Linked DNA regions of Macaca mulatta: region 1 is linked to region 2. Evidence: chromatin contacts called from public Hi-C data. All regions are on one chromosome and are shown on one strand. The core of a region is the stretch at or near the end of the contact, and the rest is flanking DNA. Distances in the headings are between cores, read along the strand shown.

Region 1 (2,700 bases), core at 22-2,521, 74 kb before region 2:
TCCTTTGTTCTTCCCCTCCCCCCACAACCCATGATGGTTCTCGCTGGTGACAAGACCCAGCCCCTGCTCCAAGGACAGAGGCAGCTGCAAGCCCTCAGGAGCCCCCACATGGCCCCATCCATCTAGACAGGTCTCTGATCCGGCTGCAGGGAGGGGACCCTCGGCTGTTCAGCTGCGACTCCTCCCTCCCCGCCCGCCCACTCAGCTGTCAACACTCGCCTCCCCGCCCTGGCCTTCCCGGGCCCCTGCCTGACTGCTAAGTCCGAGGACATTGCGCCCGGAGACCCTCACTCAGACCCTTGCAGGCGATGAGCAGGGGGCGGGCAGACACCCCGCCTGCCCTTGAGCATCCCCAGGCCTCCTTGCCTAAATAAGGGAGCCGCAGCTGGAGCGAGCCAGCTGGCCGCGGGGAGGGGCCTGCGGCTAGGCCAGGGTTTTCCGAGGGGCTGGGCCGCGGCCACCGCCGCAGGGCCCCGAGCCCGCCGATTGGGCCTGCAAGGCTGGCCCCGGGCTGCCGGGGGAGGGCAGGCCGCTCGCACACGGGGATCCCCCGGTTGGAACTTCGCGCTCAGGGACCTCTCTTTGATCCCGCAGCTAGGAGGCCGCAACTGCTGTCAGAATGTCCCTCTCTGTGCGGCTTCTCTGCAGAGCCCCACAGAGGGCTGTGTGTGTGTGTGTGTGTGTGTGCGTGTGTGTATGTGTGTGTGTTGGGGCAGGGGGCGTGCCTCTTCTAAATTTCACCCTCCCTTATTTAAGATCTCTGCTGGTCTGGGACCTCCAGATTGTTTTGCTTTTCCTATTTCCAGGGTCTCCCTTGACCCCGGACTCGTCTTCGCAGGGCCCAAGCCTTGCCCGGGTCACCCACAATAGGCACTGAGCGCATGCTGTGTGTACCAAGCCGGTGCTCGGCGTGGTGGGGAACCAGGGCATAAGGACCGGCCTTTTCCCTTCAAATCAGGTTTCTTAGCCGCTAATCTGGGGTGGGGGTGGAATCCCTTCCCCCCTCCCGGCCGCCTACAAGCCGGCCATCACACCTGTCCTCACGGTTCCCCCTGCCTAAGGGTCCCTTCCCCCTCTTCGGGGCGCGCGAGTCCCGGGGGCTCCTTGGCAGAGCAAGGGGCTGGCGCTGGGGGAGCACTCGGCGCGGCTCAGCCAATGGGAAGGGCGGGCGCGAGCGGTGGGAGGGGGGAGAGGGCGGCGCTGCGGGCGCGCGGCAGGCGGGAGGGGGCCGGGAGGCGGGGGCCGGAGCCGGAGGGGCGCGCGCCGCATTAACCCTTCCGCGGCCGGGCCGAGCCGCAGGCGCTGCCCGAGCCGCGGGCGCCGGAGCGGCTGTCGGCGCGGCGGCAGGCGGGAGCCAGGAGCCCGGGGCTCGGGCTGGCGGAGCGCAGCGCGGGGACGCGGCGGAGCGGGCCCCGCGGCTCGGCGGGGGCCGGCAGACAGGTGTGCCGGCGGCGGGCGGCTGGCGCTCAGGCGGCTCCAGGCCGGGCCCGGGGTCCGGAGCTGGGAGCCGGGAGCCGAGCGAGGACCCGGCGCCCGCAGTCCAGTCTCGGCCCCGCCCGTGCTCGGCTTGGCCGCGGGGTGCGGGGACCACGGCCCGGCCGGGCCACCCGAAGCCTAGTGCTGGGCCGGGTCGGGCCGGGGTGGGTGGGGGCCCGCCCGGCCCGCCCATGGGCTCAGGATGCCGGTGCGGAGGGGCCACGTCGCGCCGCAGAACACCTTCCTGGACACCATCATCCGCAAGTTTGAGGGCCAGAGTGAGTGGGGGAGGGGGCTGGGCGGGGAGGGGGCTCTGGGGGCGGGCCGAGCTCTTCCGAGTGTGGATGGGGGGGCGTGCCCGGGCCGAGTCCATCGCCAAGTGCGAGTCAATGGAGCCTGGTGGGCCCCAGGCTCTGGCGGGGGGCGGCTGGGGCAAGGCTTGGTGCACCGAGGCCGTGGGCACCGGGCCAAAGGGCTTGGGGCGGGAAGCTCAGCTCAGGCTTTTGGGATCAGAGAGTGTGTGTGACACGCCGAGTGTGCAGGGAAGGGACGTGGGATGGAGTGTGCAGGTGTCCCCAACTTTGGGTGCCTGGACGTAGATGGGGCTGTGTGCAAGGGCATAAGAGTGTGTATGACCCAAACCCTGGGATCCCGAGAGTCCAGCGGGCACACTGATCTTGCCAGATCTTGACTGTTGTGCCTGAGGGACTAGAAAGCCGTGGATGCAGGGTCAGCCCATAATCTCCTCTTGTGTGTGTGCCGTTTGTATGACCGCGAGCCCATGTGTCACCCATGAGTTAGACCCTGTATGGGCGGTGGGGTGGTGCCTTTGACAAGGCTGTGAGCTTGTGGGCTCTGTGGAGACAGGGTGTCCTGGTGCTAGAGCTGGGCTTTGAGGGTAACCAGCTCCCTGTGGTACCCTCAAGTTGTGGTTTTCTTGCCCTGGGCACTGTCACCTAATTCCCTTATGGGGACCGGGACTACAGCACCCCTAATGCCTGCCTGATAGGGAGGCTTCTAGAAGGGTCCCAGATTAGGCAAATGTCCTGGTGTGGGTTTGCACCCAAGCAGCATTCATGTGCCTGTCCCTAAGGCTGCATGAGCCACAGTGGGTGTGACTGCCAAGGGCCCTGGGAGTTGGGAGAGGATGACATTCCTTGCCCATGACCCTGTGAGCACAGGACAACGCGTGCTTGTAACCGTGGTGGGGGGAAGGAGGGGTCA
Region 2 (2,700 bases), core at 119-2,618:
AGGAGATCGAGACCATCCTGGCTAACACGGTGAAACCCCGTCTCTACTAAAAAATACAAAAAACTAGCCGGGCGAGGTGGCGGGCGCCTGTAGTCCCAGCTACTCGGGAGGCTGAGGCAGGAGAATGGCGTGAACCCGGGAGGCGGAGCTTGCAGTGAGCTGAGATCCGGCCACTGCACTCCAGCCTGGGCGGCAGAGCGAGACTCCGTCTCAAAAAAAAAAAAAAAAAAAAAAGAAAAAAAAAATTAGTTGAAATTTCTATGTAAATTTTCATGTAGTCCACAAATAACATTTTAATCTTTTTCCTCCTTCCAACTTCTACACCTCCCATTTCTTTTTCTTGTTTTATAACATTGGCCCTGACTCTGGCTCTTTGTTACATAGTAGCAATGCTAACAGGCACCTTATCTGCTTGACAATCTAAATGGGGATGTTTCTAAGGTTTCTCCATTGGATGTGATATTTGCTGGGGGTTTTGGTATGTGGTCTTTAAAAGTTGAGGTGATTCTATTCACATTCCAGTTTTCTTTGGCTGTTTGCCATGAAGGGCTGCCTGTCGCCCATGCCCTTGGCCCACAGAGCACAGTCAGGCTTCCGCCAGGCCAGCACATGCACCTCCGTGACTTACAGGCTGGTGGCTTAGGAACAGGATGTCACTCCTCCCGGGAAGCGTCCTCCACCACTGTCCTGGAGGGAGATAGCTCTGCCCAGGTGGAGGAGAGTGGTGACGCCCTCCTGTGACACTCAGACACCCCATGTCCACCTGTGACCTGTGGTACACAGGCGGGAGGGGTCACTGAGAGAAAGGACATTGGCTGTGAAACAAGGTGACTTGGCCTCAAAGTTGGGACCTGCCACGTACTAGCTGTGTGACTGTGAACAATTTATTCAACCACTCTAAACCTCAGCTTCCACATTTGTAAAATGGGGAATCTAACTGTCCTTGGGGAGGCCACGTGGTAGTTTGTTAAATAAAATAGCCAGCGAAAAATATTTAGCAGAGTAGTAACTGTCCGCTATCATATTAGTAATCCATAAACGAATATCATTAACACATTACAAGCAGGGTAAATGCTCTTGATAAGAAGTTAAGCAAAAGCTATATATAGACTAAGTCGACATTTGTTTTAAAATTTGCATAAGTAAAAGACTGAGGAGAAATAGATTGAAATGGGGGATGGTAGGTGATTTTTAACAGTCTCCTTTATATTTTTATGTGTTTTCAAATTTTTCTATAGTGAGCACATGATTACCTCATAAATCTCTGAAACATGTTTTATGGAAACAGAAAGCCCAGTGTGACTCAGCAGTGCCAAGGCTGCCAAGAGAGCTGGCTGCAGCCCAGCCGCTTCAATGGAAACAGCGCCCGCACCTGGAGGTCCTGGGCCTGCCGCCCTGGCCCTGGCTGGAGCCTAGCTACACCAGCAGTTTGTTTAGCTCTGGGCATAGGTAGCCATGGAGACCCTGAGTGCCACGGTGGAACAAGAATGTGGCGAGTGTGCGAAGGCCACAAAATCTACAGGACAAGAGGGCTGAGAAAGCCAGGAGGGGTGATGTGGGATGAGAAGAAGCAGGGAGCCCCCTGCCTGGTAGGGGAAGGGGGGTGGCAGAGAGAGGCTAGAAGAAAGAGGGACAGAGACAGACAGAGAGAGAGAGAGAGAGATGGAGAGAGAGGAGGAGGTGAAGGAGGAGGAGGAGGGAGTCCCAGTGTGAGGAGGGGCTTCTGCTGTGGCCGTCTGACCTCAGGGCCCATCTATTGCTTTCCCTGTGCCTGGCCCCAGCATGTTCTGGGCACTGCCCTCTCCGCTACGCCACAGTGTTCCTACAGGTCCGTCCATTGCCCCATGGTCCATGGTCCTGGGCCCTGAGATATCTTTCTGGGGAGTCTGCAGACTGGCCTGGGAATAGAGACTCTCTCTCAGGCTGCAGGGCCTGCAGTGTCCTCAAAGGCCATGGCCCTCCAAGTGGAAAAAGGTGAGAATGAAATCAACCAGTTCAGGCATGAGCGCCCGGCCAGCTCCTCCCAGAGGCAGGTGTCTGCCCTTCTCCAGGGTCTGGTTGTTGAACATTCCTTCACTGGGCTCGACTCCCAGGCATCTTGGCAAAATCATCTCCTTTTTCTTGATCTTGTTCAAGTTGAAGTTTTATCACTCGCAACCAAAAAGGTCCTGAGTAACACAAAATCACTGGTAAAGGTCCTGAGTAACACAAAATCACTGGTATCAGTGGGAAAGGGGGGCCTGAAGGAGAGGCTCCATGAGAGGGTGGCCTGGGAAGGATATTGTAAAGGTGTGGCTCCTGGGGGTGGGGGTGGGTGGTGGGGCCCCCGCTGCCTGTGCTGGGTGCGCACATGCTCTGTCTCTCTGTCTCTCTCTGAGTCTCTGTGTCTCTCGCTCTGAGTTTTTGTCTCTGTCTCATTTTCTCAGCTCAGTGGAGACGTTGGCCGCCTTTCCCAAGCTCCCTATTTTGCCCTGTCTCCTTCACTGTCTGCTGCTGACCCGCTGCTAATATGCTCTGCCCCGGCAGCCTCCCCACCCTGCAGCCCACCTGTTCCTGTCCATCCACGACCACTCCTGCAGTCTCAGGAACAAGCTGGGCTTTGACACATGCCCTCGACTCCTACTCCCTCGGTAACGTTTCCCAGCCCCACCCCGCAGTCCAGCTGTCCCACCTGGGTCCCAATTTGGAGGGTGGCAGTAT

What was found. A called contact is a pair of places that touch in the nucleus more often than the background predicts.
Region 1: a Hi-C map of fetal cortex germinal zone shows a contact between it and region 2, with 3 times the contacts expected there. The contact joins the promoter of KCNH2 here to the enhancer-like site in region 2. A contact is called at or near these places in 5 of 14 Hi-C or Micro-C datasets (CD4 T cells, fetal cortex germinal zone, fetal cortical plate and 2 more).

Annotation. Positions count from the first base shown.
Region 1 is chr3:190,406,741-190,409,440 of T2T-MMU8v2.0, reverse strand. It overlaps KCNH2 (potassium voltage-gated channel subfamily H member 2), which reads left to right and starts at 1,271. Exons shown (of 15, transcript XR_013415715.1): 1 at 1,271-1,754.
Region 2 is chr3:190,332,374-190,335,073 of T2T-MMU8v2.0, reverse strand. No RefSeq gene overlaps it. Among named protein-coding and RNA genes, the nearest start is that of AOC1, 45 kb to the right of the region's middle. Within about 2 kb of position 1,368, at least 11 of the 40 cell types and tissues checked have an H3K27ac peak or open chromatin away from gene starts, as enhancers often do. A contact at or near this core is called in fetal cortex germinal zone, where this site is marked.